4 separate regions of the Mus musculus genome follow, and regions 2, 3 and 4 are each linked to region 1. A link is a contact called in public HiChIP or PLAC-seq, capture Hi-C and promoter capture Hi-C data. All regions are on one chromosome and are shown on one strand. Each heading gives the region's core, a stretch centred on a gene start, on an enhancer-like site or on the middle of the called end of the contact. The rest is flanking DNA. Distances are from core to core; before and after follow the strand shown. Region 1 has its middle 47 kb from the start of Tra2b. Region 2 overlaps Kng2 (kininogen 2). Region 3 overlaps Fetub (fetuin beta). Region 4 holds the start of Tbccd1 (TBCC domain containing 1).

Region 1 (7,669 bases), core at 3,172-5,671:
AAAAATTAAAATAACATGCTGAACAAGGCACTTGGCACTAGAAGGTGCATAATTATGAATAAGGCATAGTCTTGTCTCCAGAGCCCTTTATTGGCACACATGAGTGCATTACATAAGTCTCGGACACTAAACCAATGGGGTGTGTGCTTTGCCTGGAGGGGCTGAGGAAGGCTTTGCAGAAGAGGCAGTATTTGAACCTGGTCCTCAAGGATGATAGGGAGCCTATGGGGCAAAGACAGACGGGAGGCAGTCTGGGCAGAGGGACCGGAGTAGGCAGGCTAGAGTGGGTATGTTATGTCACATCTGCAGGTTGGCATGGACCTAACTGGCTGGCACTAGAGTCTTCATAGAAATTGAAGGATGGCGTGAGGAGAGAATGTAGTGTGGCTTTTGGGGGAGGGGCTTTAACACTGTGCTAAAGGTAACACTTTGATTTAATAACCATTGGAGAGGCTTGAACAGCTATCATAAAACTGGGATCAGTGTTTAGGACAGATAAGAGGACAAGGAGATGTATCAGAAAATAGAGTTCTGGTTGGTGAAGATAAGGAGGACCTGGCCAGGTTTCTCAGCGAGAGGAGGGGAAGAGATGGCTTGAGAGACACTGTGCAGGTGGGAGAGCCAACCCCTTCAGCATTTCTGAATCCTTCCAAGTCTCTTTTCCACACTACCCACATGGTCGCCCGCTCCCAAGCAGATTCTTCTTCCCTCCTTGGCTGTCAAGTTCTAAGGCAAGGCCGTTCCAAATGCTGACTATGTCTTCCTTGGCCCTTCTCAGCTTTTGGCAAATAAATTGGTGCCATTCCCCAGCAAGCTTTTCTCAAACTTCATAAAGTTAGCAAAGAGAGAAGTGTTAACAATATGATCTGTTCTAATCCCAGCCCTAACACTAACCCAGCTTTTTCACTCCCTCGTGTGCTGCCAAAATCAAAAGAGAAGGCCTGTGCCAGACGCCAGTGATTTCAGCTGAACAAGCACTCCAAGGGTCACAGAGCCGCTAAGCTTGCAGAATGCGCTGCCATTTCGGAACTGGCTTGGGGCTGTTGGTGGAGGTCCTCGTGGGTACCACAAAGGAACCTGCATAGTGTTTTTATTTGGCAAACAAATAACAGACTGTTGATTTGGGATTAAACCAGGAGGCAGACATCCTCCATTCAGAGAGAGGGGGGAAGAGGGAAGGTGTATCTTGGACCATTCCCCTTTTAACAAGAGGTAGAAATAATGTCTTACCAGCAGCTCAAGAAAGACCAAGGGCCGAGGAACACACACAATGTGTATTCTGGGTTCACTTCTTTAAAAACACTATTGTGTTTAATTCCCCCCAAAAACCTATAAGGCAGGTGTATTCTGTTGGCTTCCCAGATGAGAAAACTGAAGTGTAGAAAGAGGCACTTGCTCAAGAGAATGTGTAAGCAAGCTGTGCTGAAATACTTTCTGCATAGACGTACCCTTGCTATTTGACACCAAAGTGGTTTGCATCTGTACAGCTTGCAAAGGACGGTCACAGCCGTCTGTGCTCAGAATGGCTGTGAGGGAGCTAGCAATACGCTGCTGAGGTGTGGGGGAACTGAGAGTTCCCAAGGGATTTGACAGCTGGAAAGCGAGACTTAAACAGAGAATAAGTCCTGATCCAGTTTCTTCTTTGTGGGGGGAGGGGGCGTCTGTAAAAAGCAAGGGTGAACATAAGAGAGAGACGGGCATTCACAAGGGCAAAGACCCGGGTGGAGGTGCCTAGGTGTTCGGGAAAAGGGAGTAATATCCACGCAGACAGGTTGCTCTGAAGTGCAGCTTCTCTCATGGTCATATGTACCCATTCTGGAGCCGTACTGTCCAGACCTCAACCCACATTCTGTCCTGCTACCCACCAGGCCTCAGTTTCTTCTTCTATAAATAGGAACAAAAGTAGTACGTTCTTCAGGTTTAAGCAAGAATATGCAAAAGCTCTTTGGAAGAAAGGACTTTGTGATGGCAGACAGGGGGATTAACAGAAAAGTCAGCGTTGATTCCAAGCTTGTACTCAGGCAAAGTCCCTGTGAAAAGTTAGAAGACAGGGACTGGAGAGATGGCACAGTGGTTAAGAGCACTGTCTGCTCTTCCAAACGACCTGGGATCAATTCTCAGCACCCACATGGCAGCTCTCAATTGACTGTAACTCCAGTTCCAGACAGATCTGACACTCTTATCCCAATGCACATAAAATAGAAGTACATTATTCTAAAAGATTAGAAGACAAGGGCTGGAGAGATGGCTCAGCAACTGACTGCTCTTCCAAAGGTCCTGAGTTCAAATCCCAGCAACCACATAGTGGCTCACAACCATCCATAATGAAATCTGATGCCCTCTCCTGGTGTGTCTGAAAACAGCTACAGTGTATTTAATAATAAATAATAATATAATAATAAATGTAATAATAAATAAATCTTTGGGCCAGAGCAAACAGGACCAGAGCAAGGGGGTGGGGGGGGGGCTGACCAGAGTGAGCAGAGGTCCTAAAAATTCAATTTCCAGCAACCACATGAAGGCTCACAACCGTCTGTACAGCCACAGTATACTCATATACATTAAATAAATAAATAAATAAATAAATAAATAAATCTTAAAAAATAGAAGATCAGTCCTGTAAAGTTATCATATCAAAAAGAAAAAAAATTAAGAAGACAAACCTGGTTGTGGTTGTGCACACCTTTGCTCCCAGCACCTAAGAGGCAGAGGCGGGCGGGTCTCTGAGTTCAAGGCCAGCCTGGTCTAGAGTTCCAGGACAGCCAGGGATAGACAGAGAAACCTTGAAACCCTGTAGGGGTGGGGATGGCAGGGGATGGACATATATACAAAAAAGAGGAGGAGGAAGAGGAGGAGGAGGAGGAGGAGGAGGAGGAGGAGGAGGAGGAGGAGGAGGAGGAGGAGTGTTGTACCCATGAACCTGTGGTTTTCTGCTCAAAGCTTGAGTGAAGTCAAGCCAGTGAACATTCTAGCATGGAGTGAAAATAAGCTCACACCCCTAACTGAGAAGTTATTAAGGATAGACGGCTTCTGGGGAGGGAGTTGGTTTTCCTTGAATTCCGTGGAAGGCACCACATCCAGGAGTGAGTACATGAGCAACACAGCTTGAAGTCAACAGATCACTAAAAGTAAAATGGATCGGAAGTTAGGGGGCAGGAGTAGAGTATGAATATAATCAAATAATTGTATGAAAGTTTCAAAGAATTAAAATTTGTTTACAGTGAGAAAACAGGCTGGGTGTGGTGGCTTGAGAATTTGGTCACAGCACAGGAGGAAGCAGGTTAGTTACAAGTTCAAGGCCACCTGAGTCCACAGAGCAGATTTTAGGTCAGCTATGGCTACATAGTGAGACACTATCTCAAAGGGACAGGAAGAGGAGGAGGAGGAGCAGGAGAAGGAAGAGAAGCCAAAACAACCAGAAAACAGAACAAGGTGCCCTGTGAGAGATTCGGCCTTGAGTTGACCCTTGTTGAATTTTAGGAGCTGCTATCGAGGAAAGTGGGGAATGCTGGGTACGTGGAGGAAGTGCTATTAGCCAGGACAGGAAGTCAGGAACTACCAATTTCTCCAACCGGAAGGTGGTGAGCCTGCTAGTCAGAGAACCATAGAGCTGAGACGATGGGCTAAGGGTTTCACAGAACAGTCTTTTCCCTTGTGTTTTGTTGTTTGTTTGGGTGGGTGGTGGGTTTTTGTTGTTTTTTTCTTAAGCAGACTACACATAACTTGCAGCCCTCCTGCCTCCTGCCTCAACCTCCCCAACTGTAACTAAAGCCACATGTCCTTGAGCCCAACAAACATCCCCTTTACCACACATTTGTTCAAGTGTCAGTCCCGTTTGATGGAAGGGTAAAGGGATGGTATGTATATGAGATGTCCTGAGCAGCTGGGCTTCCAGAGCTGTTGATCACAGCCAGGGAAGGCAAGCTGAACTCCAACTTCAAACAAAGAAATCTCTCCTCCCCTCCCCCCAGCATAGCTGATGCTGGCCTCAAAATCATTGTATAGCCAAGGATAACCTTGGGCAATCATGCACTCTAACATGGGCATGCACTCTAGCATGGGCAATCATGCACTCTAACAACTGAGCTGCATTCCCAGCTCCCAAATGTCTATTTCTTGCCAAAAGAAGGCCCAGAAAGACTACACTGTCTACCCTGTCCCCCATCAGCCCCTGGATAAGATCCAAGCACACTGGAGTCCAGGCTAGCCAAAAGCATGAGAGCCACTTTTGGAGAGAGACAGCAGAAAAGCTCCGATTTTCCTGTTAAATCCCCCCATTGGCCTCAGAAATGTTAAAAATAAACTTTCACCTGCATCTGATTTCCTTTTGTTATCTCGGCCATTGTTGAACAAAGAGGTAACTGGGGCCTCTCTGGGCAGCTCATAGAGGTCACCTCTGAGCCCAGATGGGAGGGACACAGAGGATCAGCAGGAGTGTCATTAGAAATCAAAAACTCTTTAGAACTTCCAGGTTCCTGAGCTTGAACCCAGGCCCTGCAGCTTGAGCCAGCTCTGCCAGCCCTATCCGGCTCTCAGGTTTCCTCCTATGCCGTTTGCTATAGAATGGGATCCTTGGATTCTTTCCTCTGTTAGGTTTGCAACTTAGACCCCCAATCTACAGAGGGGTGATTTAAATAGGAAGAGAAAGCACAGCGTAGGCACTGAGGAACTAGTCCCTCACACTGGAAGCAGTAGATTGCCATGGACAGGATTTGGGCTAGAGAGTTGAACAGTCAGGCTCACTCAGGATAGTTACTTTCAACCTTGTGACATTATGCAAATTACTTGACCTTTCTGATCCCTTTTTCCTCTTTGTAAAACAGGCACAACGTGAATTGCCCTTAGTTGTATGGAAATTCATTTCTGGTTCAAATAAAGTTCAAAGTAGGTATTTCTAATCTGTGGGATTTTTTTATATTTTAATGTTTACCATTTTCAATTGTGTGCGTGTGCACAAACACCTTAGTGCAAGTGCCTCCCGAGGAGGTCCAAAGCATCCGAAGTTCTGGGCTCTGGAGTCACGGGTAGACTAAGCTGCTCAGTGCAGGTGCTGGGAATTAACTGGGTTCCTTGGGAAGAACAGCACACATTCTTAACTAATAGACCGTCATGTTAGCCCCTTAAAGAGATATGCTTGTTTATTTATTTAATTTATTTATCTCTTGAGTTGGGGCTGTTCTTCGACATGAAGTTTCTGTAGCTGGGGCCACCATTCCCTAAATGTAGTTTTCTGTGAGCATCAGTACATGGTGAGGATGAAGTAGCATTGCAACAGAGCTAAGAGCTGTGCACAAGCCTAGAAGCATCCTGCATCACTTCTGGGGTTTTTTTTTGTTTGTTTGTTTGTTTTGGTTCAGTTTTGGCTTTTTGAGACAGGGTTTCTCTATGTAGCCCTGAGTGTCCTGGAACTCACTCTGTAGACCAGGCTGGCCTCGAACTCAGAGCCCCCGCCTGCCTCTGCCTCCCAAGTGCTGGGATTAAAGATGTGCACTGCCCTCGCCCGGCTCCTGCATCACTTCTGATCGTAACTGGAGCATCTGTAAGTCGGCTACACAGCTGCAGTTCACTGCAGAATGTACTAGGAAATGAGGCCCAGCTGCGTGCCAGGAAGAGCAGGCATCGTCTCCCCAGTCTTTGCCACACACATTAATGAAGAAAAAGAAGAGGCTGACCTAACTGCAGACAACAGATGTGTAGCTGTTGGGTGACTCCTTCCATCCCATCAGGGCCAAGCGCTTGACCCTTGTAATGACACAGACAGGAGCTACAGCTGCGCAGCCCCTGCAGCCCCACAGTCACAGGCCCACACTTCCCTATTGCCAAAGAGCAGGATCTGTCACCCTGCTCTGACTCCTTCCCCTGATCAGGACATTTCCCACATGATACCTACAGTGTCAGGTCACGAAGTCCCTACTCTGCCACCAAATCAACCTGCTCAAGGAGGCAAGCCCTAATGTCAGGAAGCCACCATCTTAGGAGTTGCCAGTGTTAGGGTGCTGTTCACACCCAGGCACCTGGGGCATCATCCCCACCTCCTCCCTTTTGTCCTGCATCCTTCATGGGGCTCTGTGGCTCTTAAGAGACTCTGTGCTCTGAGCTCATGACACCCTTTGTCTACCCTGAAGGCTTGTCCTCCTGACTCCTGTGTAGGCTGTGCTGGATTGAGGCCTTGCAATAAGCTGTTCTTTTTCTACTTCCCCGAGTTCCACACCACAGACAGACGGACAGACGGACATAACATCTAGTTTAGTGTCAGACCCAGAGAAGGTTCCAAGGTTACAAGTCTGTAAACTGATCATGGAGGTGATTGAGAGCATAGAAACAAGAGACCTGAAGGAGTTATGCCCCACATAACTCCTTTGACTCTATCCCCACCCCAAAAAAAGCCCTGAAAAAAAAAATCTACCTGGACCGAGGTTCTGGAAACTTTGTCTCATCTAGACCTGCCCTGCCATCTAGTGGCAAGCACCTGGAAGGTGGGAAGGATTAGACACAGGAGTTAAGGCAATGGGAAGGTCAAGATTGGTAGGCAGGTAGGGGGTCACAGGTCAGGGCACATCAAGACTCAGGGTGGTGTGGTCCATGAAGGAGCCTGGGGAAGATTGGTCCAGTTTCTCCATTGCTTCCTTCTACAAGTACCACATAAAGGGTTTGTCATCCTCACTGAGTAGCTCTGTGGCCTGTGGCCTTGAACTCACTACATAGACTAGGCTAGCCTGGAACTCACAGAGTGCAACTCTGAGTGCTGAGATTAAAGGAACCACCACACCTGGCCATCTTCAAATGTCTTCGATTAGTGTGTGAAGTTCTTTTCCCTTCCTGCTGTATGAGATAGATGTGCCTAAAGTGGGTGTCTCACCCCCTCTGTCAAGCTCAGTTGAACATTCTAAAAGTACTCCTGCTTTCCTACAGCAGTGGGAATTGGCCAGTGACTGCCCCTGCCTTGTCCCAGACAGGAAGAGCCACTCAGCAACCCGCTGACCTGAGAGTTAGTTAAGGGACAGCAGTTCCTTAACCCTGCCTGGACCACCCAGATGAGGAATGAATCACCTATTCCTAGCTTGGTTTTGGTCCCCTCACCACCACCACCACTTTGGGGCAATGCATCTAGGCTCAGTTCCTGTGTGGAGTCCTTTAAAAGGCACCAAGGAAGACAACAAGCCTCAGTGTGATTTCCCAAGAGCTGAAATCTGTCGTCAGAATGCCTGTTTGTCATCTTGAAGGCCTTCTAGAATCAGATCCCAAGCCACGATCTCCTTCCCCGAAGCACTACCACGCCTGTTCTTGCTCAGCCACTCCCTGAAGTGCGTGTAACTTGCCTCAGAGAGGTTGGGGTTCCCTGCCTTTGCAGAAGTAGACCACCCCTCGCCCTTAAAGTTTGAGTTGCTCGTTTTTATCAACCCAACCATCCAAACCTTTATTTCTCTCCTCCTTTTTTTGTGACCTTTGGAGACAGAGTCTCATGTATCTTAGGTCGCCTCAGACTTGCAGTGTAGCCACTAACTACCTTGACCTTCTGATCGTCCCGCCTCTATCTCCTGAGTGTGGGGATTACAGGGTGCATCACTGCCTTAGATAGGGTTCCATTGGGCTACCTATCTGGGGTGAGTAGAAGTGGGTATTGTATCTCCCTAGGAAAAGTTTTGTCATACAACACCTGCTGTCTCAG
Region 2 (7,669 bases), core at 2,961-5,460, 710 kb before region 1:
CAGCAACTATGGGGAAGAAAGAAAATAAGTTTTTCATAGTCACCCAGACCTGCAAGATTACTCCAGGTGGGTGGTACGTCTGGGGACCTGGCCTGTTGGTGACAGTGTGTGGGAGCCTGGGGGTTGTGGAATGTTGATGTTAATCATTCCTATGAATCTAGAACACAACCCAGACTAGCTGGCTTCATCCTCCTAGAAGGTGGCAGTGGCATCTGCAGTGTTGGGATTGTGGCAGATGTTGGGCAGAGTAGCACTGCACCAAGTTTTTGGATTGGTCTAGGCTGTGTCAATCATCCTCTGAGACCTATCCTAACTCCCGTGCTTTTAGGGGCGGGTTGAGGCAGGGGTTCGGGGCTGACGAAGGATGAGGTACCACGAATCTGACTCCATTCCTACAGAGCATCCTACAGGAAGCAGAGTGTCGGCTTTGAGGTGTGTGCTGGTCTGGAATCATTCCTTCTTTGTTGTAGAAGTTATTTAATCCTGCCCCAGGGTTTCTACCTCACTTTAGGTTGTTTAGTTCCTGGATAAAAGACACAGTCAACCTTCATGTTTGCAATAAGCCTTAAACAGTACAAATGCCAGGCAGCCGCCTACCCTCTATTCTGCTAGAATCTAATTTCCTATAAATAATGTCAAATTATTAATTACTATGTTTCATCTGGATTGCTCTTAACCCCAATTGGCCAGCCCACAGAGCCATGTTTTTGATGCTCACCCACGCCATGGTGGCTTCTCCTTCTTCACCTTCCTTTCCTTAGAGGTCCCTGTCTGACCCCCTGCCTAGGAAACCTAAGCCCTACTTATGTTTCCTCTATGAAGCTGTTAGCTGTTGGCATCTTTATTTATCAATCAGAAATAACTTGCAGCCATGGTGTATGTGCTCTGGGACAGTCAGGTCCTGAGGGCTTGCACTTAGCATTACAACAAAAACCAAAAGACCAAACCTTAACACTTCTTTTTTGTTTGTTTCATTTCTTGTTTGTTTGTTCTTGGTTACGCTTTTTTTTTTTTTTAAAGGACTATTGTTTCTTGGTGTAACAATAGTCCTGACTGTCTTAGAGCTGGCTTTCTAGACCAGGATGGTCTAGAGGTCCACCTCCCTCTGTTTCCTCAGTGCGGGGACTAAAGTTGTACACCTCCAAATCCAGCTTCATTTTAAATTTTTATCATCTTCCTTTTCCTTCACTCGGAAGGCCATGATAGAACTGCACCCTTGACAGGATGGGATGCTAGGAAATGAGGTGATAAATCTAAACATGCAATGTGCTGACACTCACTGAGCACTTATGATCTGGGGACTTTACATACATTAACTCCTCCAACTACTATAGGTCAGTCAGTGTGGTGTTATAGCCTCATTTTTCAAAAGAGGAAACTGAGTTTGAACAGTGAAGTAACTTACCTAAGGTTATACAGATACTCTGTAGGAGAGTGATTAAAGAAGGTCCTTAGTTAAAAAAGAAAAAAAAAACCCTCCTTTAAGCATAAAAATAAGGGTTGGAGAGATGATGGCTCAGTGGTTAAGAACACTGACTGCTTTTCCAGAGCTCCTGAGTTCAACTCCCAGCAACCACATGGTAGCTCACAACCATCTGTAATGAGATCTGATGCCCTCTTCTGGTGTGTCTGAAGACAGCGACAGTTGTACTTGTATAAATGAAATAAATAAACAAATCTTTAAAAAAGAATAAAAATAAAAAGCAACTTATGAACAGATATAGCCATTATTATCATTTTGTATAGTGTTGTAAAGGTGCCAAAGTTTGTAGAGGGATGAGTTTGTTTGGGTGATGCCAATCATGAAAACCTTCTTGGAGCTGGCCTCTACAAGGTGAAGACAGAGGGAGGGAGAAAGAAAGGGAGGAAGGGAAAGAGAGAGAGAGAATGGGAGAGAGAGAGAGAGAGAGAGAGAGAGAGAGAGAGAGAGAGAGAGAGAGAGAGAGAGAGAGAGAGAGAATATGAATATGCCCCGGACCAGCATCTTTGACTTTGATATGGTTACTCACCATAGGGGCATGTTTTCCAAACACTGGCCTAAGTTGTCCATATAGAACCTGCAAAGGCTCTGAACTTCAGCTCTTGAAGTAAGGAGTTGCATTTAAAGAAATCACCCCAAAGCAGAGAAGAGATCATCAGCTCCCATCAGCAATGAAAAGTTCTATTCCTATTTGAAAACCATCTGTATAGAAATATGCAGAATGGAAGGCACTCAGTTACCCAGGAGAGGAACATCACACTTCTTACTCTTCCGTCCCTCAAACCTGCTCTCTTCTACTCTGTTCTGTCTTGAATGAGAGCTGGCTGGTGTGTGTGTGTGTGTGTGTGTGGGGGGGGGGTAAATCCACCCTGCTCATCTCCACAGCTCCTGTGGCTTTCACCTCATTTGATCTGTGAGTTGCCCAACATTCCCTTCAAATTCTCTACAGTTGTAAAACTGCCCAGTTCCCTGATCCAACTTCTTCCGCAAGAAGAGAAGGGAAAACAGTTTCTGACAGCAGTAGAGATGCCTTACACCACACAGTCCTGAGGAGAGCTGTGTTGAGCAGCAAGCAATGTAGGGGGTTGAATATCAGCAGAATAGCCCAAGACTTAGTCTACTGACTAGATCACACCTATTGTGTTGTCAGCTTTTGGCTACTGCAAAAAATTACCTCAATTGGTTCCAGGGGCCAGCCCCCACAGGGTCTTCTTTCTCATTGGTTGTTTTTGAGGCAGTGGAGGGGAAAGTATGTCTTACAAGATATTTACGGTTGATGTATAATAATAAAAATTTATTTATCTAAGTTTAAGTTACTTTGCTAGTCTAGCTGACTTTCCTCCTGTGTTTCTCTGAGACCAGAAACTACAGTCTCTCACACTTATCACCTCATCTTAAAATAGTAGGAGATTAAGCCATGGATTAATTGCTTGAGCCTTTCCTTTTTGTCCAGATGCCTCTTGCTTGTCACATTAGGGGGAAGTTTGAAGCAATAAACTTTTATTGACACTAGGACAAGAGAATCATGCTCACACTCACAGAAGGAAAACTTTTACATAAGCAAATATGCATAAATTCACATATATATAGATTCATGGATGTGCATTTATACATTCCCATTCAAATCAGTTGGGGCCTGCTTGCATGCATTTTCACAATTACATCTATACTTACATATGTATATGGAACAAAAGCCCAAGTGTAAGTGTAGAAAGATCTCAGTCATTCTGGATGAAAAATGAACCCCAATCTTTATTGCATAGAGAAAGAAAAAAGCTTCTAACCTTTTAATGCTAAATGAATTAAACCCAAGTTTGTAAGAAGAAAGCTTTGTCCCTTTAATAAGACTAAGCCTGCTTTGTTATTAAGAGAAGATCTATTCTGTCCCACGGAAGAGGAAGTCTGCCTGATTCTGCTGCTCTCTGCAGCTTCTTTTTTCTTCTTTCCCTCTGCATTCTACATATTGGTCTCTTAGTTTTTTGTGTTATCTCTAGTTTCTACGTTATTCCATACCAGGGACCGGGCTCAGTGGGCCCTCCTCGATCCGTGTGAATCAGAGTCTTGGACAAATGGGCATAGAGTTGGTGAGTGACAAACAGAAGCGACATGAGAGAGTGTGGAGAATCTGAGTGTATTTTCACAAAGTGAACACCAGTCTTATATAATACCGAAAACAAAGGGGTAGGATGTCACAGCAGACAAAGTACATTGAAGTTACTTGGCACAAAACAAAGGAATGACTTCAAAAGGACTTACAGGAACCAGGTAATATTTACAGTAAAGTTAAAACAGCCCTGCCTAGGGTCAGCTAATGACAGGTAAGGATTTCACACCCTAGTCACAATTTGTGCTACTCCTTTGAGCCTTGTGAAAGCTAGCACCAGGGGGTTTTGCTCTAGCAGACCTTCTCATGAATAATGCAATACCACAAACCCCTATTTCCTAGGCCTTGATAAATTCTTGCATGAGTGAAACTTGGCTGTTCTTATAAGTATCTGTGGGGAATCTCCATTTGTCAGAAGAATTCACCAACTTGCTTCTAATAAACAATGTAGCCTGCTATACCAGGCTGTAGTGAAGATTCCTGTCTCAGTGGGATTCCCTAACTCTTTCATGGTAAACCCATCTATTAGCTAGGCCATTGTGTATTCCCTTGTTTGGGTAAGACTGGCTACGGTCCTAAATAATCACTCTGCAGACTAGCTCTGAGCTATTCTAGCTCCCTTCTTTGTAATGCCTAATTAGTTTCACCTTCTCTACTAGAAGAAGTAAATTTGAATGTTACTGAATAGGTAACCTTCTCACTGAATCCCTACTGAATTCCAAGCTAGTAGGCTTCAAGGATTTTCTAGGATGTTGGAACACTGGTGGAGGTTCACCTATGTTAAAATTCAATCTTTAAAGACACTTATAATAAAACAATACTGAAAGAGAGCACGTGGATCCATACACCAGACTAACTCAGGGATAGGGTATGAGTATACAGGTTATGAGAATGCCAAGGTTCCAGGAGGTTGAGTTTCCTTGAATCTCTGCCTCGTGAGTGCTTCCAGGCCTCTCAGCCTGCCAAGCAGACTTCACTGGAGTGGACATAGCAATTCCACTCTGCATTCTCCTTTTAAGCTTGCTCTCTCCTCCTGTCCTGGTGTCACAATAATACTCTTACTCTCAATGCCTTTTCTCCCAATACTATGCGTATACTTCTTCTTGAATTCAGTTCTGTCTAAAAAATTCTCCTCAGCTCAGTTTTGACTCTTCTCTTTTTCCTCAGCACTTATTCATCTTTCAGAATACATGATCACATGCTAAAAAGCTTACCACAATTTCACACATAAATTCAAATCATAAACTGAAATAGAAGTTTGCAATTGAGAATGTTTACATGCATATCCAGTAGGAGTAATTATCTTGCTAAAAATCAATAACCTGTCACAGCTCTCCAGGTTCATTGAAAGTTAAAAGTCATAACTAAGTTATTAGTTAAGTTTTGTATTGATAAACCCAGTCAATATTTTATCTTCTGTCCAAGCACTTATAATAAATTGTTACTTCCTTTTTAATGACCTTTGTTACAACCTCTTAAAATGTGCTCTGAGTAGTAGAAGCAATTAACTGGTGACACAATGGGAGACTGGCAGAATTCTCATTGCAGTTTTGACTATCAGAAGGGAACCTAATAGCAGTCCCACTATAAAAGAGCTTAATAAATACTGATATAATTTTAAGAATTCTATAGGATCATCATAAAAAGTTGAAAAGTCATCTATTAGTCTATATAGTATCATAACAAGACAGTATAACTTCAAAGTCTGTCGAAATCTGTTCAAAGGGGAGGGGGTGCTAATACCTAGAGATTGTCATATCTATTTAATAATAACAGGAAAAGCATATTAATAGCAAGAATCTTTGCTAAAATGATTTTCCCCTGGGCCTACTAGAGTTCCATCATAGATGTTAATCTAAGGTGGTCATCTCAGGAAGATCATCTACTAGTTATTAGCTTGATCTATAATGGCTCTTGACAAATTGGATTTTGTGGCACATTTAAGATCCAACTACATCCAAATATGATAGTGCACACCTGTAATTCCCACACTGGGGGATATGATATCCTAGGGTATATGAGGCCTTGTCTCAAAAGGAAAGAGGGGAGGAGGGAGGGAGAGAGAGACAGAGGTGGGAGGAGAGGTCCAAGGACAGTAGGCACCCAGGAAGTGTGTTCCAAGAGGTAAGGATCCTGAGGTGGCATCTCTGCTGACCATACCACTCACTCTGCAGCCATCCTCTATCAGACAGGGCTCTCACCTTGGTAATTTAATATAAATACCTATAAAAATATTTGACATCGTTTTATTGCAAACCATTGAGTGGGTTCCTCATCCCACATTAGCATATTCTTCTCTACTGAGAGCCTATGGGAACCCTAAAATCCTGTGTAAATCCTGGGATATTTGCATTTTCCTGGGGAGAGGTTACAGCTTTCATGAGATTTACCAAAGAACTTGTGAGCTTTGGGTGTAGACAGTGATTCTAAACAGAGTCAGTATCTCCTGCCTGGAGCACCGTCTTCTCTCTCTGACAGTCCCTAAATCAAACTGGCCCTCTCTGTGTCACACTGGACACTCTGGCAAACTGAATAGATGCCATCTCCCATACTATGGTTCCTTTCCCATCCTGATTTCTCAGTGCCATCTGCCCCTTCTCTTTGCCTCCACCCCTCTCACATGTCTTATTGATGCTTCTTGCCACCTTCTTCCTTCTAGCTCAGCATGCTCATCTTTTCCATAGATGTCCCCCTCACCACATTCTGGCCTCCTGTCTTTCCTAGCTCTTGCCCACCCCATGAAATTATCTGTCTACACTCTGTCCTTTGTACCTAACTGTCATTGCCTCACAGATGTGACACTTAATGTCTCCCTAGAACCTAGCACAGCACCTGCAAGGGAATAGCAAGGGCAGATGGCTAGGAAAGGCTCCTCTTGGGCTGACTAATGAGAAAGCCTCTTGCCTTGTGTTCTACTCATATGAAAACAAAGAGGAATACTTTCTGGTCAGCACATCACCTCACAATGATTTCTTTTAGATGACAAACACTGAATGTAAAGCTTAGCAAGTATAACAAAAAAACTGTGTGACATAAACAATGGAAAGACAATCCTATTCAGGGGGAGGGCTCTTCTCCAGGAGCCACAGGATTCGACTGACTTTATCAGATAGTTAGGTGTCAGGGAGTTTTCTTTAACCTTGAAAGAAATAATGTATCTGCAATGTGCTCCATTTTATAAAATGGTGAGTTAGTGTATTACCGTGGCCATGAAGATATATTAAAACAGGCACCTATTGATGTAGCTCAGCTAAACTCACCACTCTAAAGGGTGTGGGAATGGAGCTGATAACTGAGGCACACTACAGTCTCGAGAAATAACCAACTTTATTCAGAGCTTCAGATAATATTTGCTGTGAGGGTTCAGAAAGGTCAGCTCAGTAGGATTCTCATGAGGTCAAGCTGTATACAATCACAGGGATAAGCCACACATGACAAAATAATGTTCTTCCGTACAGTCATATGAAGGAGAGGTTAAAGATTAAATTGAATAACAGCAGCAAACAATATTGAACAATCTGAAGTAAACTCATTCCTGTCATACATCTGGGAGGAGCATGGACCCTTATTCTTGGAATAATCGGTGCTGTCAAGAAACTGAGGTCACAGATCAAAAAATTCAGGTAACAGCAGATGCTGGCAAGGATGTGGAGAAAGAGGAATACTCCTCCATTGTTGGTGGGATTGCAAGCTTGTACAACCACTCTGGAAATCAGTCTGGCGGTTCCTCAGAAAAGTGGACATAGTACTTACTACAGGAGGATCTCCTGGGCATATATCCAGAAGATGTTCCAACTGGTAAGAAGGACACATGCTCCACTATGCTCATAGCAGCCTTATTTATAATAGCCAGAAGCCAGAAAGAACCCAGATGTCCCTCAACAGAGAAATGGATACAGAAAATGTGGTACATTTACACAATGGAGTACTACTCAGCTATTAAAAAGAATGAATTTGAGCGGAGGTCGCGACTGAGCCCCAGGCTGGCTTGTGGGGGCTGCAGCGGGCGCGAGGGGGTGTGAGGCAGGCACGGGCCGAGACGTCGACCCCGGACCCCGCTTGGTGAAAACAGATTCCAGCGCTGG
Region 3 (7,669 bases), core at 2,419-4,918, 630 kb before region 1:
ATTCGTTGGCTTGCTCACATGACATTTGCAGATTAAGAAAAGAAAATTGTGAATTGAAAACTAGATAAACTACACACATCTAAGACTGAACCAGAGAAGAGGAATTTGAGCTTGGGTCTCAGACAGTGTTTTTGGCAAGGCAAGAAGCACTGTAGTGTGTAATTTTTTTTTTCTTGTTTCTTTGGTTTTCGAGGCAGGGTTTCTCTGTATAGCCTTGGCTGTCCTGGAACTCACTCTGTAGACCAGGCTGGCCTCAAACTCAGAAATCCTTCTGCCTCTGGCTCTGGGATTAAAGGTGTGTGCCGTCACACATGGCTATAGTGTGTAATTTTAAATAAACCCACACTGGCTCTGGCTAAATATTGGCAATGATGGTGTCGCCCAGCCCCCACAGCTAGCTTCACCAAGCTGCTTCAGTCTCTTTCTATTTCTTACCGGGTGCATTGGCCTTAGACCATGACCACCACCAGTTCCTCTGGCTGTCTTTGCTAAGCTGCCCAGCAAATGTCCCTCCTGAGAACACCTGGAGCTATGTTCAAATTCGATTTTCATCATCCATCCACCCCGTGGCAGGCTCTGCCAATGGCCACCACGTGGCTACACCCTCTCACTTGTCCACCTGAATTGTTGAGAATGGAAAACACCAGCAATCTTAATATTTAAGATTAATATTTATGTGTCATAACCAGATGACACATGTTGGGAGAGGAATGGGAATCTATTGTCCTAAGATCATCAGCTATTCTATGTTGGAATTCTTCTGGTGGCACAGGCTGCCACCAGGTCTAACATCTCTGTGGCCTACATTCTGCGTGTCCTCTCTCTTTACCACCTCACCCCAAAACTCCTTTCTTGCTCTCTTATCCTCCTCTTCCTCTCTGGGACCTGGAAAACCTGCCTCCTTATTTTCGCCCAATGATTGGCTTCTTGTCTTTATTAGCCATTCAAATAAGTAGGGGAAATCCCCCTACAAAACACACAGAAGTGAGGATGATGTCTACTTGAGAAAGTTTGAAAATCAAGCCAGCATTACCAAAGCTCAAAGAGCAGAAGTAGATGTAAACAAAAACCCTGATTTGACTTTAGACTAAGGATGTTCTTAGCATTCAATTAGTAGTTTGTGAGAAAAAAAGAATGGTGGACAAGGAGTGTTGAGTACAAGAACAGCCTAATCCAAGAATTCAGTCAAGAAAAGAAGAAGGTCACAGTTAGAGGGAGTTACAAAGCCCAAGGTCCTTTCCATCTTTGTTTCAGTGTGGCTTGTAGATTACCCTTAGGAAAATCCTCTGCTGGGACGGGTGATGGTCTTTCTCTGTTTGCTCCCAGGTCTACCTCTGTTTGACTTTCTCTATCTGGCCCTATTTCCCAGGATTCCCAGGGATTTGTAGTACAAGTTTCTGGTTGTGTCAGGTGATGCAGATTCACATGGTATTGAAAGAACTCAGTGGGGAAACCCCCACTCAGCTCCCGATTCGGCGTGCACCCAAGAATCGCGAATAGAACACAACACCTTGATGTAACAACAAGAGGTTTTTTAATGGCGGAGCTCCGGGTCGAAACGTATCTCACACAACAGGAGACAGTGGATTCGACCACGAGGCTTGGAAGCTAGGGGTTTTTATAGAAAAGGAGTGGGCTGGGGAAGGAATTGGCGCGGTTTCACATGATTGGTCCATTTAAACATCAGCAGCCTGTAACATTTAACTTAGGTCAGAGGGGTGGGAGCTAGGGAGGCGATGGGCTTGCCCGGGCATGTCCTGGTCTGTTCTGCTGTGTTCTCAGCCCCAGGTTTTAAAGCTCACAAACAACTCTTTGGGCTATTTAACATACATTACATGAATTACAGTTTTATTTCCTTTCAGTATCTTGCTGAGGAGGACTCACATGGTGTTTTGCTAAGGCAAGACCCTCATGAGGACACATGATGTTTGGAGAGAGTATAAATAGTACTCAGTGAACAATGATGGGGCACTTACATAGCTAGCCTTGCAATGCTTGGTTGGTCTTGCATCTTTGCTTAGTTGAGGGAGGCATAGTAGAGAACTTCTGGCACCCCAGTAAGTTCTGGTCACTCCCAATGATTCATGCCCATTCTGTGAAGGCCTAGCTGTTTCTGCTGGATCATGCCACTGCTGCTAATTTGTGTCTGGTATCCTGACACTAATGAACTGGACTACTGGTATCCTGACAACTGAAAGAGCTACTGAGAGAACGCCTGCAAGAACTACTTCTAAACAGGTCTACATCCCTTGTTCTATTTACCATCTTTTCTCCCCTACATTTAGATGGTGGGCTAGAAGGGGGTTTGGAGCATTTGAAAACCCTTATTAAAGTAGGTTTTGAAAATTCTAAGCCTACAGGGATTAGCAAATGCCAGCTTCTGTACTGGTTGGTTTACTATTGGACTCAAAGAGCCAATGTCTAGAGAAGATTGGACTGAGGGAGGAAAAAGGCAGCATATTTATGGAGTTGATCAGTCTCAGGTTCTCTATTCTATTACCAAGGTTGTCCTTTCCAGGCAGGATCTGATCCATAGTTCAGCTCATACTGGGCTTGGGTAGTACCACCTCTCTTCCTACCTGCCTTTGTGGCCTGGGATACTAAAGGTCTCCTATTACGGCTATTCTCCAGGTATTGCAACATCTTTTGTCCTTCTCTTCTCTGGTCTAAAGTGTTTATTGCAGGCCATTACCTATACATTTTTGGTTGGATTGATTTGCCATTCTGCTTTTTAGTCAGATCCTGAGTGATCGTGTGTGTGTGTGTGTGTGTGTGTGTGTGTGTTTCTAACAGAGGAAATTGGTCTCATGATTTTTTTTTAAATATAGAAAAGGGAAGACTACAATTGAATGTCATGATGGACCCTTCAGTCTCTTTGATGTTTGTTCTAAGAGTTTGTATAACAATGGAGAGTGGTGTTGAAAGACCCACAACGTGAGGACTCCCCCACGTTCAGACTCAGGAGAGGCGACACCCCAAAATCACCCACAAGAAACGGGTCTTGCTGCAAATTGCAAGAGGATTTTTATTCAAGAGAGCTCTCGGGCCCATGGTCATACACCACGCAGGGGTAGAGGACCGTGGCGCCCCGAGTAGCTGGGTAAGGGGGTATTTAAAGGAAGAAACCACAACTTAAGGAAGTGGGGAGGGTGTTGTTGGAAGATACCAAAGATACTAGTTAAGAGTCACAAGGAAGTGTAAAGTTACAAGAGTCACAAGGAATACCTGGTAATTGTTAACTCTCAAGACAGCTTCTAAGAGCCCCTAACAATAGCACATTTGCATTGCAGGTTCTGGGTGACTTTCTTTGAATGAGCACTCTTTGAACCCAGGAAGTGGGTGGATGGAGGAATGTCACTATTTGTTTTATGATTAGCATACCTTTACAAAGGCCACATTCCCAAGCCTGGGCCTAAAGGCCTAGAATTCTGTTTTTATGTTGTTATACTTTCAGTGTATCTTCTGTTTCCAATGGATGGCACAGGACAGACAGACAGACAGACAGACAGACAGACACACACACACACACACACACACACACACACACACACACACACACACACACAGAGCAGGGCTACTGTTAATACCCCTGTGATAGTTTGTATATGCTTAGCCCAGGTAGCTGTACTATTTGAAGGTGTGGCCTTGTTGGAATAGGTGTGTCACTATGGGCTTGGACTTTAAGACCCTTGTCTTAGCTTCCTAGAAGCCAGTCTTCTGCTAGCAGTGTTCAGATGAATATGTAGAACTCTCAGATCCTCCTGTGCCATGCCTGCCTGGATGCTGCCATGTTCCCACCTTGATGATACTGGGCTGAATCTCTGAATCTGTAAGCCAGCCCCAACTAAATGCTGTTTTTATAAGAGTTGCCTTGGTCATGGTGTCTGTTCACAGCAGTAAAACCCTACCTAACTAAGACAACCCAAGACTTTCAAGGCACATAAAAAGAGGCTGAGGGCTGGAAATAGTACAGGCATTCCAGGCTAGGCCTTTAAGGGGAGGCTGGTTGACAAAGAGTTCAAAGTAATTAGTTTAGGAGAAATGTGAAGAAAATTTCAGAGGCTGGAGAGATAGCTTAACAGTTAAGAATAGGTATGGCTTCCATAGACTCATGTATTTGAATGCTTGGCCCATTGGTGTGGCACTGTTAGGAGGTGTGGCCTTGTTGGAGGAAGTGTGTCACTGTGGAGGTAGGCTTTGAAGTCATATATCTGTTCACACTCTGCCCAGTGTGGAATATAGGACAGTCTCCTAATGCATTCAGATCAAGATGTAGAACTCTCGGCTTCTCCAGCACCAAGTCTGCCTGCACAATGTCATGCTTTCCCCCTATGATGATAATAGACTAAACTTCTAAAACTGTGAGCCAGCCCCAGTTAACTCTTTCCCTTTATGAGAGTTGCCTTGGTCATGATGTCTCTTCAAAACAATGAAACATTAACTAAGACAAGCCCTGTCTGCTCTTCCCAGAGGATCCAGGTTCCAGGTTTAATTCCCAGCACCCACATGCCAGCTCACACCTGTCTGTAACTCCAGTTCAAGGGCTTGTGATACCCTCATACATGTAGGCAAAATACCAATGAACACAAAATAAAAATAAATTATATATAATTATATATAATATCATATAGAGACAGTAATTCAATGAACTAGGAGACAAAGCAATAAGTATTTATGTTATCAAACATGGAGGAGTTGAGCTGGTACTCAGCAGCTTCACCTTACTGAATAGGATTCGTGGTGTTGGAAGGTGCTCTGCACACAGTAATAACCAATCTCTCATAGCTTCAAATGCTGTGATCTAAAATAGCAACTTGCCTGCAACATATACTCATTGGTGCAATAGTGGTACAGATGTTGTGAGAGCAACCACTCACTTCTCAGGTGAAGCTAAGCCCTGCTCCATGAGATGGAACCCATATCCAACATGCTAATGGACCCAGGGGAAAACCTACTACTATTATTCTGCTAAATGAACATAAGAATAAAATGACTCCAAATGACATGTTGCTAATACCCATAGATCAGAGTATTGCTCAGCCTTCAGCAGAGAAGCTTACTCTTCTGAAATAGGTGGTAATTAATGCAGAGACCCACAAACTAGACCATGTGTGGAGAGTAATACAGATTGTAAGAGCCAGAGTCTGGGACATCACACACAAGACCTGCATAAACCCAAACCAGATGAACTTCCAGCATGGAGAAGGGGAGTGGATGCCACTAACTAGAATGCTATTTGCAATTAATGACAACTCCTAGGAGAGGGGAAATCAGTTTTCTTCAGTGGAGTGACACTGTGCATATTGGCCACACTCCAGGACAGGCCTCGTGCTCAGGAGTAATTAGCCAACAACAAAAAAATGGACTCCATGGATTTGCTTGTTTTTGTTTCCTTTGTGCCTTTGGGAGGAGGTTTGGTGTTGTGTGTGTATGTGCCCCCCCCCCTTCTTTTAAGAGAGAGAAAGAACATGAAGTTGGGAGGAGATCGAGAATAGAAGAAAATGATAAAAATATACTGTATAAATGTTTAAATAATTTTTAAAAAGAAAGCTGGAGGATATCTATAGCACCTCATCTAAGAAATTTTTGCCCTTTTACCATAAAAAAGACAAAAGTTACTAGAGACTGAAATCATAGTCACAAACTGTGGAAAGAGCATTTGTGACAACAGTAAGCCTCAGATTCCGGTAGACCCGTTAGGTTAAATATTCTAGTTACATTATAGCCCTTCTGGTTTATGTGTATTATGGCAGTGCTGCATAAGTAAAGATGTTAAAAGGATTAAAAAAGGGAACGAGAAATGAAAAGGTAGTTGGAGTCTGGGCAGTTTGTACAGGATGCTGCCCAGCATACAGAACCCAACCAGTGTGCTCCAGCATGGGCATTTAGTCTCATTTCCAGTTTCAGTCAACAGGTTGAAGCCAAGAAGCATCAAAAGGACACACTTTATTAGCCTGTCTACATTTCATTGTCTGTGTCCTTCCCAATCCCCACCACCTCCCATTTAGTGCTGGGGACCATAGCCCTATGAAACCCTGCTAGGGAGTCTCAGGGTGGGAGAACCAGAGGGTTGTTCTCCTTCTCGGGCCCTGGGCACTCGGCGGAGCGCTGTTCCTTTCCAGGGAAAGGCAGCACCACCAGCTTCTTGTCCCCAGGCTCCAGGTACAGGAAGGAGACATCTAGTGTGTCCCCCTGGGGATTGGTGGTTAGATCCAGCTGCACAGGAAAGGCTTCCTCAGGGCTCCCTCCCTTGGACTCCTCGGGCTTCTCATCATCCAGTTCGGGGAGGTGCTGGATGGATCCTCTTGGTGCAGTTACGGAGGGGGAGCTGGTAGGGGCCGTGTTTTTCTGAGGGAGTTTCTGAGGGCCCTGGGTAACAGCAGGGTTCTCATCTCCAGGGACCTGAGCCTGAAATAACAATGTTGTTAGATGCAGAAGTCTACAGGGAATGCCCTGCCATAACCCACACCAGGCAAAGCTGTTTTGTGACTGCATGTTTGTTACATGGTCTTAAGCTAGCCCAGGCTCAGATTCATCATTTCCAACCTCATCTCCTGAGTGCTGGGTTTCCAGGCCTGGGCTAACACACTTGTCTCTGCTTGGAGCATTTCTGAATGCTTAGAGAAGCCAGATACACCAGTGGTTCTCAACCTTCCTAATGCCATGACCCTTTGAGACAGTTCATGTTGTGGTGAAATTATTTTCATAACCTCGCTTTTCTTATGAATCATAACGTAAACATCTGTGTTTTCCAATGGTCTTAGGTGACCCCTGTGTTGCCACCTGCAGTTGAGAACCACTGAGCTCAGGAACAGGCCTCTTGACAGAAAGATCAACAACAAAACACGTAAGGGACAGCTAGAACTAAGACCTGCAGATGCTGGACATGAGGCCGTTCACTTCAGAGCAGTGGTTCAGAGGGGCCAAAGGATGTACTCAGGGTCCCCAGGGAGTTGCCTTTGCTCCCAGGAGTGGCAGCAGGTGGCCTCTTTTACTGTTTGTTTCATGCCACACCCAGTATAGTGCCCTGCATCCAAACCTTCTCACTGGTCTTAGATATCACAACAGGCAGATGATGAGGGTACCAAGTCCCAGACAGGTAAGGGGTGGCAGCAGAGCTTATAGGGACAGAGCAGGGAGGAAGCCCAGGCAGCCTGTCTGACTAGATCAGGCTACGTCTCAGGAAGAACTTAGTGTCTGTGGAGAGAGAATGAACATGTTCACGGAAGTGATTCTCTCTGAGGTGAGAGAGGCTTCTTGGAGACACTGGATTTAGCACCTTGAAGGCTTAGGCTATGCAAGTGTGTAGTTCACTGTGTTGTTCCTGAGTGTTCTTCCCTTATTCTGCACCTGCTGCCACTGGACCTAAAACAGTAGGGTACGCTCATCTCCTATATGTGTGGGTTTACAGAGCCTAAGTAAAGTGATTCTGAATCTTGGGGGAAGCCAGAAGAGGTTGGGAAATAGGCACCTAGAAACACATCACCTGATTTCATTGAAAAACACAGAGTGGGGGCGGTTAGAATGGTAGGGCTCAGCATGGAACATCATGCTCTTGCAAGCCCAGCGACCCGAGTTCAACTCCCCAGACCCCATGTAAAGGTGGAAGGAAAGAACAAACTACACCATGTTATCCTCTGACTCCACATGTGTGCCATGTTACATGTGC
Region 4 (7,669 bases), core at 2,294-4,793, 540 kb before region 1:
CTGCTAGTAACTCCACTAATTTCCTGAGATCAAGTCTTTATGATAGACATCTTCTAAAGTCCACATGCAGGAACCTCTGTATCACTGAAGCTGAGAATATGCATATGATATAAACTGGAACATAAAATAGAGAATATTGCCAGGAGCTATGCTGGAATCAGCCATAAAAGGGTTCTTTCTCTGCAAGAAGTGTTAATAGAAAGCTAGAGTAAGACTATAAAAAGCATTCCAGGCAAGGGCCATATCCGGCTCATTGAAGAGGCCAGTGAACACCCTCCGAGAGGTGAACATAAGTATGCTCACAACACCTACTCTTTTTGCCAGAAGTTTAACCACTAGAATTTGAGTCTGAAACTAGAATAGAAACTGAAAACATTATCTCAACAATGGGGCTAAGGAAGTCATATAATAGTCACTGACATAGTTGGGGGTAATTTTAAAATGCATGGGGAAAATGCACTGGGGAACCAAGACATAAGACAGAATATTAAACAATACATTTTATGGTCTGGCATGTGGCTCAGAGTGCCTGCCTTAAATTCATTAAGTCCTAGATTCATGAATCCTAGCATTCAGCCTTATAAACTCCTAGTCATACTTCTGAAAAGTTATCTGGCTATTTTAATCATTCTGTTAGGTTTCTCGGTTAGTTTTCTTAGACAGGGCCTCATGTAGCTCAGACTGGCCTTGAACTCAGTATGTATCTGAAGTTTGTTTTGAACTGATCCTCCCGCCTCTACCTCTCAAATGCTGAATTTATAGGTATATAAAACCATATCCAGCTCAACTACATACATTTTTTTGTTGTTGTTGTTATTCTGTTTTTCAATACAGGGTTTTTCAGTAGCCCTGCCTGTCCTGGAATTTACTCTGTAGACCAGGCTGGCCTCAAACATAGAGATCTGCCTGCCTCTAGGGATGAACTTATTACTGTTGTTTTGTTAAATAGGCATGTTGTCAAACTACCTTGTAAATATTTAGGTTATATCCATAGACTACATATGAATATATATGGAAATATATGATATAATATAAATACAATCTATGATACAACATGTAAGTATGTTATATTAACACACACACAAATATATATACATGGTTATATGTTATATTCATGAATATAAGGTTAAATCCATGCCACTCTCCTTTTTGGACAGAGAGACCTCTTTCTTCAGGGGCAGTAGTTAATGCAACAGCATAACTGTTCAAAGCATGGAGAATAAGTGAGTGAGTATTGAGACATCAATCTTAAATGGAATGGTGTTTCAACCTTCCACCCCTCTCCCACACTCCCGAAGGTTCATGGGTAGAGGGTACAGAAAGAATGTAAACACAGAGGGTGGGAAGGAGTGTTGTCAAATTTTGTCTTCTGCAAATGGTATTCATGAATTCACTCAAGATATGGTTACCTGAACAAGACCTACCTGAGCAAGCCAATACAAATAGTCACCATGTGAGAAGGCAGCACTAACTAACCGGACTCAGAGAGGTACATGAAGTTAGGACGGGAACATATTGGGGTGTGCCCAGGGCAAGTATATGTGTGGGGGGAGCAAGGAGTTGTGGGTAGGTATATGTGTGTATATGAAACTGTCAGAGAATAATGAAAGATTTAAGAGTGAAAAGGTTAAATGATAGCTCAGAAAAATACAAGAAAGAAAAAGGGGGGGGGGGCTGATATAGTTGAGTGTCAGCATTATTTCCCCAGAGGCTGCTTTATGAGTGACTATAGTATTAACAATATTAGTATTTTCCAGGAATGGTCGTTCATGCCTGCAAGTCTAACACTTGGGAAGTGACGACTGAAGGATCAGGAGGGAGTTCAACGCTGCCTTCAGCTACATATTGAGTTGGAGACCAGCATACCTCAACTCCTACATGCAAAATCGTATGTTGATGTACCTTGGGTACTCCGTGGCTTAATCAAACAAGAACAAAACAATAAAGTGTATGTAAGAAATGTCAACTTTGAGAAATTTAAAGTATGTCACAAAGAAGAAATGATAAGATTAAAGCAAACAAAACAAAACAAAATAAAGAAAATAACTTTAAAAGCTATGCTAAGCAGTGAGTTTCCCATTATGAACAACCTATAAATTGTCAAAATCTGACATCTATGAGCTTTTGGTGTGTTTTTATTTTTGCAGTTATGTATATATTTGAAATAGCATGTGATATAGGCCAGGCAAATCTGGAACTCAGTCGATAGCTGAAAATGACCTTGAGTTCTGACCCACCTATTTTCATCAGCCCAAAGAAGGGATTGAGGGTGAAGGCATTCTAGAACACAAGTCCAACATACCATATCCTAAGTCACCACATCTATAGGGTCGTGCATGCATTTAAATGCTGGGAGAAACTTTAAGCCTGCTCTTTCTCCCTGAAAGTTGGCACAGTTATCCCTGATTTCAGGAACTTGACACAGTTCCTTCAAGCTTGTAGGATTCCTAAGAGTGGCATGAGACTAGAATCCCAGTTTTTATCGCCTGTTAGAGAACTGTTGTCACTCAGACCATCCAGCTCAGGAAGGAACCATGGTGAGAGGCAGCGAGGCAAGAAGACAGTTCAGGTTCGTTAGCCCAAGAAGGTGGGAAGTACAAGGTCTCTCTAAAGTGTCTTGCTGCTCTCTCAAGCCAACTTTCTTCAGTCTGAGCTTGGCTTCCTTTCTTGCTCTCCTCATTTGACATGGCATCATGGCCCACCCACTTTAGTGTCAGCCTTTTGGAGGCTTGTTGCAAACTGGGTAACCCACAGTCCCACTCTGGAACTCAGACGTCAAGGACGTATCTATAATCTCAACCCCAGCTTGACACTCGCTTCCTTCATTTCCATCAAGAGCCTCATCCCTCAGACGTCCGCCTCCCTTCTTCTGCTCACAGCCACTTAACTCCCTCCAATCCCCAAACGTGGTATTTGGCTCTGCAACCAACCCCCGCTCTTCCTGGGGGAAACCTGGCCCTGCACCGCCAGCCTGGCCCACACTACCCCCTTGTCCCTCGACCCGGCAGTGCCCCTCCCTCACTCCTCGATGTCACCCGCGTCCTTCTCAGCAAGGGCCGCCCCTCGGCCTCTTGCTGCACGCGCGGGAGCCCCCTTCCTCACCCGGCGATCACAGTCCCGATGAGGTACAGCAGCAACAGGCAGAAGGTGCTCAGGTTCTGCGGGGCCATGGCGTCCCCTGGTCCTACCCTCTCAGCCTCCGGTGCCGCTGCGTCGGCTGACCAGCCCTTCCGGCCCAGGGAGGCCGCCTCACGCCGGGGTCTCTCTCTTGCCCGGCCGCGGAGACAGGTAGCGCGCCCCTTCCTCAGCTGCCACCTTCCGGGAGCCCCAGAGCCGGCGAGCAGCCAGGCGTGGGCCAATCGCCGCCGGGGACATCACACGCGGCCGCCACTCCGCAGCCAATCAGCGCGGTACACTTCACCTCCGAGGCGGCGCGGGAAGCCAATCAGACAGCAGAACAGCCGTCGTGTCCGCCGGCCAATGGGAAGAGAAAACGTCAGAGGTTCGCGCCGCCCGGAAGCGGCTGAGAACCGGAGAGAGTTAGGAGCCGAGAAAGAGCGCGCTGCTGTAGGAAACCCGAATGTCCACCAATCGCGAGGCTCCTTCCCGATTCCGACCAATTGCTTGAGAGAGGTCTTACTACCAGTCTGGAAGCTACGCCATGTGCACACGTGACTTGCGAGCGCTCACCGAAGTGCAACCCCAGGAGGTGTCAAAGTACGTGGGGCGTCTTGCCTGGGGATAGGCTCTCCCAGTACTAACTTATTACAGTCTCGCTACCGTGGAAAAGAGGGACCTGGTACCTTGTAGAGACGCCGCCATAGAGACCGACTTAAGTTAAGATTCGGCTTCCAGCACTCCGTAGCGGTGAGGCAGCCCCATCTCCACCCCACTTTCGAACCTGTTTTCTACAGAACTAAGGCAAAGCGTTCTCTGGCAGTGTTGGGAATTAATTAAACTTTTTTTTTTCCTGCAAGTTTCCTAGCAGAATTGCACACAGCAAGCATGCAATCAATAAAAGGCACTAGAGCTTGTTCATCGGTTGCTCTTTTCTCCAGTTTTGTTTACCTCAGACAACTAGTTGTTTAGGACAGCTTCTCAGCTTAGCTTCCTGCATAACCTATTCAGATTTTTATCAGTGAACCGTAATGTGTGCTTGTCCACTATAGCTCCACCTCTGAGTCATAATTATCTCCTGCTTGCAAAGGTCTCATAACCGATCTCCCTGCCTCCAAACTTCATATCTTGATACACTATTTTAAAGTTCCTCTGCTCTCCACCCTATGATTGTGTGCACTCGGGAGCGCACTAGGGAACCTGGAGATCACAGATTAGACTAGGCTGGTGGACCCAGGAGCTCGAGAACCGTCTCTGTCTCTTGAGTGCTGGGAATCCAGGACGTTGTTGTTGCAGTTGCTACAATGGGCGGAATTCAAGACCCCCTGTTTGTATGGCAAGTAAGTGGCAAGCTTTATGGACTGAACTATCCCCAGCGCACTCCCGCTTTTTAAAAACTATGTCAAATCATCCTCTCCTGCTTAAAACCTTTAGTGGCTTTTCATTGCACTCAAAGTAAAAGGCCAAGTCTATGGTAACTTACAAAGCTGTCTAATTTAATGATATATATCCTCACCTATTAAATATCGTAGCATGTTCCAGAATAATCAACTCCCTTCCTTTTAAAAATGTTTCATTGTGTATAGTCATTGTATATGGTACTTTCTTGTATAGTCAAACTGTATAATGTATATATTTTTACCTTTTTCTCTCTGTGCTGTTATTCCTTTTGTTTCTCTAGGTGATTTGGCATTGCCATATACACATATGTGATTTTAAGTACCTATATAAAATCTAGGAGCCACACATTGAGATAAAACATGTATTTGTTTCTCTGAGACAAGATAGTCATCTAGACAAGATAGTTATCTCCAGTTATATCCATTTTCCTGTATACAACAAAATTGCATTCCTAAATTTTTGCTTGTGAGCCTAACCTTTAATGGTTAAGCCATCTTTTGTATCCTATAGCTGCATTTTCTATGGTTTGGAAGAAAACATTGTACATAAGCCACATTTTCTTTATTCTCTTGTTGAACTCCTAAGTCCATCCTGTAAGTTAGCTATTGTGAATAGTGCTGGAACAAACATTGATGTTTTGCCAAAACCTCAATGAGAAAGAAAAAGGTTTATTTTGATGTTCATGGGTGCTGTGATGGTTTGTATAGCCTTGGACCAGGGAGTGGCACCATCTGAAGGTGTGGCCTTGTTGGAATAGGTGTGACTTGGTTGGAATGGGTGTGTCATTGTGGGTGTGGGTATAAGATCCTCACTCTAGTTGCCTGGAAGTCAGTCTTCCACTAGCAGCCTTTGGATGAAGACGTAGAACTCTCAGCTCTGCCTGCACCATGCCTGCCTGGATACTGCCATGCTCCCACCTTGATGATAATGGACTGAACCTCTGAACCTGTAAGCCAGCCCCAATTAAATGTTGTTTTTATAAGACTTGCCTTGGTCATGGTGTCTGTTCACAGCAGTAAAACCCTGACTAAGACAGGTGCTTTGCCTACATGTAACCTAGTGAGTGCATGCCTTTTTGCTCAAAAAGGCCAGAAGAGGATGGAGAATCCCTTGGAATTGAAGTTGATGAGTTAGTGTGTGTTCTATAGTTCCTCTCGAGGAGGTTTCTAGTTTTAGTCTATTGATGACAGATTACATAATGAGATTATTTCATTTTTCCTGTGTTTGTTAAGGCTTGCTTTGTGTGTTGTTATGTGCTGCATCTTACATGTTCTATGAGATATTGAGAAGACTGGGGGTGTTTGTAGATGGTCTGGTAGGTCTATGTGATGTAGGATGCTGTTGAATTCTGCTGTTTATTTGTTGTCAGGATAGCCTGTGTACTGACAAGAGTGGGGTCTTTAACTCTTCCATTATTGTGCTAGAGCTAATCTGTGTCCACATCTATTCTCTGTCTTTCTTTTATAGAATATTTACTTTTTAAAAGTTTATTTTTATTTTATGTGCATTGGTATTTTGCCTGCATATATGTCTGTGAGGGAGTCAGACCCCCTGAAACAGGAGCTACAGGCAGTTGTGAGCTGCCACGTGGGTGCTGGGAATTAATTTGGGTCCTTTGTAAGAACAGCCAGTGCTCTTAACTTCTGAGCCATCTTCTCAATCAATCCTATCTGTCTCTATTTATAGTAGTATCTGTTTTATATAATTGGGTGGTCTGTGTTTTGGGAATATATGATTTGTAATAGTAACATCTTCTTGATTGATTATTGCTGACTAAAAGTGACCTTATCTTTTCTGAATAGATTTGGTTGAAATATAGTTTGTCAGATACTAAATTAGCAACACCCATCTGTTTTTTTTTTTTGAATACCTTTTTCCATTCTTTCTCCCCAAGGTGGTTAGTAGTATCTGTCGTTGATGGTGAGATGCATTTCTTGGAGGCAACAAAAAAGGTAGATCTTACCTACCTCTTTTTAATCCAGTCTGCTAGCCTGTGTCTTTTGATTGGGGGATCAAGATAATAGAAATTCAATTATCAATGAAAATAAGTATTACTCTCCATCATTTTGTTGATTTGTAGTGTGTCTTAGAGTTTTACTGCTCTAAACAGTCACCATGACCAAGGGAACTCTTACGGACAACATTTAACTGGGGCTGGCTTACAGGCTCAGAGATTCAGTCTATTATGATCAAGGTGCGAGCGTGGCAGCATCCAGGTAGGCATGGTGCAGGCGGAGCTGAGAGTTCTACATCTTCATCTGGAGGCTGCTGGTGGAAGACTAACCTGCAGGCAGCTAGGGTAAGGGTCTTTTAGCCCACACCCACAGTGACACACCTACTCCAACAAGGCCACACCTACTCCATCAGGGCCACACCAACTGTGCCACTCCCTGGGCCATGCATGTACAAACCATCCCATATTGGTAGGTATTTTCCAGCTCTTGTTTACTTAGCTTCTGTTCCATGGTTTTTCTTTTCTCTTGGCCTTCTGGCTATGTTTATCTTTCTTTCCATTGTGACAGATTCCTTCTGATACCTTCTGGAGCAGGTGCCTTTTGGTTATGAATTCCACCATCCTGTTTTTATCATGGGAAGGCCTCCTTTATCCCTCCACTGTGACAGATGGCTTGGGTATCTGTGGTCTGGCAGTTGTCATCTTTCAAGGCTTAAAATATATGATTCCAAGTCTTGCCCCATGTGTTTGGGGTACTGGATACAATTCTTAAACTCCTCTGAGAATAAATGTTGTCTGTAAAAACAATCATTATCGAAGTGTGGGTCCAAAATACAGTAATAGTCACAAAAATCAAAAGCAGGTCATCCCTTGATCTCTGATCATTGTGGGTGCAATGTGGCACTAATAGTACCAAGTAAGAACTAAGATAGTTCACTTAGGTAAGTTCACTGTGGGTGAGAATGGAAAGAGGAAAAGCAGAGTAAGATTAGTGTGTGAACTTTACCCGGGGGCTTTTCACTCCACCCAAGGAACAGTTCTACCCAAGTGTGTTTCTAATTAGAATTACTTAGAGGAGCTTGGGCAATTTTGCAACTGGAACACTCAAGAAAAGTTTTCTCCTAGCTGCTGTTAATTGTCTGAAGATCCTCTGGGAGGCAGCCTGGTGAGCCTCTCCACTAGCAACTGTTAACTGCC

What was found. Promoter capture Hi-C pulls out the DNA fragments that hold promoters and counts their contacts. HiChIP or PLAC-seq counts read pairs in DNA pulled down with a chosen protein or histone mark. Capture Hi-C pulls out chosen DNA fragments and counts their contacts.
Region 2: a capture Hi-C map of embryonic stem cells shows a contact between it and region 1, with 3 times the contacts expected there. The contact joins two enhancer-like sites.
Region 3: an H3K27ac HiChIP or PLAC-seq map of embryonic stem cells shows a contact between it and region 1, with 4 times the contacts expected there. The contact joins two enhancer-like sites. A contact is called at or near these places in 5 of 39 promoter capture datasets (the 3T3-L1 cell line, the C10 cell line, embryonic stem cells and 1 more), 3 of 484 Hi-C or Micro-C datasets (the N1E-115 cell line and embryonic stem cells), 1 of 115 datasets of contacts at active chromatin or transcription factors (embryonic stem cells) and 2 of 9 other capture datasets (embryonic stem cells and liver).
Region 4: a promoter capture Hi-C map of embryonic stem cells shows a contact between it and region 1, with 6 times the contacts expected there. The contact joins the promoter of Tbccd1 here to the enhancer-like site in region 1. A contact is called at or near these places in 9 of 39 promoter capture datasets (the 3T3-L1 cell line, the C10 cell line, cranial neural crest and 4 more), 1 of 484 Hi-C or Micro-C datasets (cortical neurons), 17 of 115 datasets of contacts at active chromatin or transcription factors (the NIH/3T3 cell line, bone marrow-derived macrophages, cardiomyocytes and 11 more) and 1 of 9 other capture datasets (adipose tissue).

What each region holds. Positions count from the first base shown.
Region 1 is chr16:22,309,638-22,317,306 of GRCm38.p6, reverse strand. No RefSeq gene overlaps it. Among named protein-coding and RNA genes, the nearest start is that of Tra2b, 47 kb to the right of the region's middle. Within about 2 kb of position 4,421, at least 8 of the 459 cell types and tissues checked have an H3K27ac peak or open chromatin away from gene starts, as enhancers often do. A contact at or near this core is called in embryonic stem cells, where this site is marked.
Region 2 is chr16:23,017,237-23,024,905 of GRCm38.p6, reverse strand. It overlaps Kng2 (kininogen 2), which reads left to right. Exons shown (of 11, transcript NM_001102409.1): 3 at 1-66. Among named protein-coding and RNA genes, the nearest start is that of Kng2, 8.0 kb to the left of the region's middle. Within about 2 kb of position 4,210, at least 16 of the 459 cell types and tissues checked have an H3K27ac peak or open chromatin away from gene starts, as enhancers often do. A contact at or near this core is called in embryonic stem cells, where this site is marked.
Region 3 is chr16:22,938,015-22,945,683 of GRCm38.p6, reverse strand. Fetub (fetuin beta) reads right to left here. Exons shown (of 8, transcript NM_021564.2): 8 at 5,916-6,408. The coding sequence ends at 6,049. Among named protein-coding and RNA genes, the nearest start is that of Hrg, 9.2 kb to the left of the region's middle. Within about 2 kb of position 3,668, at least 8 of the 459 cell types and tissues checked have an H3K27ac peak or open chromatin away from gene starts, as enhancers often do. A contact at or near this core is called in embryonic stem cells, where this site is marked.
Region 4 is chr16:22,853,543-22,861,211 of GRCm38.p6, reverse strand. Tbccd1 (TBCC domain containing 1) reads left to right here and starts at 3,543. Exons shown (of 8, transcript NM_001081368.2): 1 at 3,543-3,867. It overlaps Dnajb11 (DnaJ heat shock protein family (Hsp40) member B11), which reads right to left and starts at 3,367. Exons shown (of 10, transcript NM_001190804.1): 1 at 3,103-3,367. The coding sequence starts at 3,170.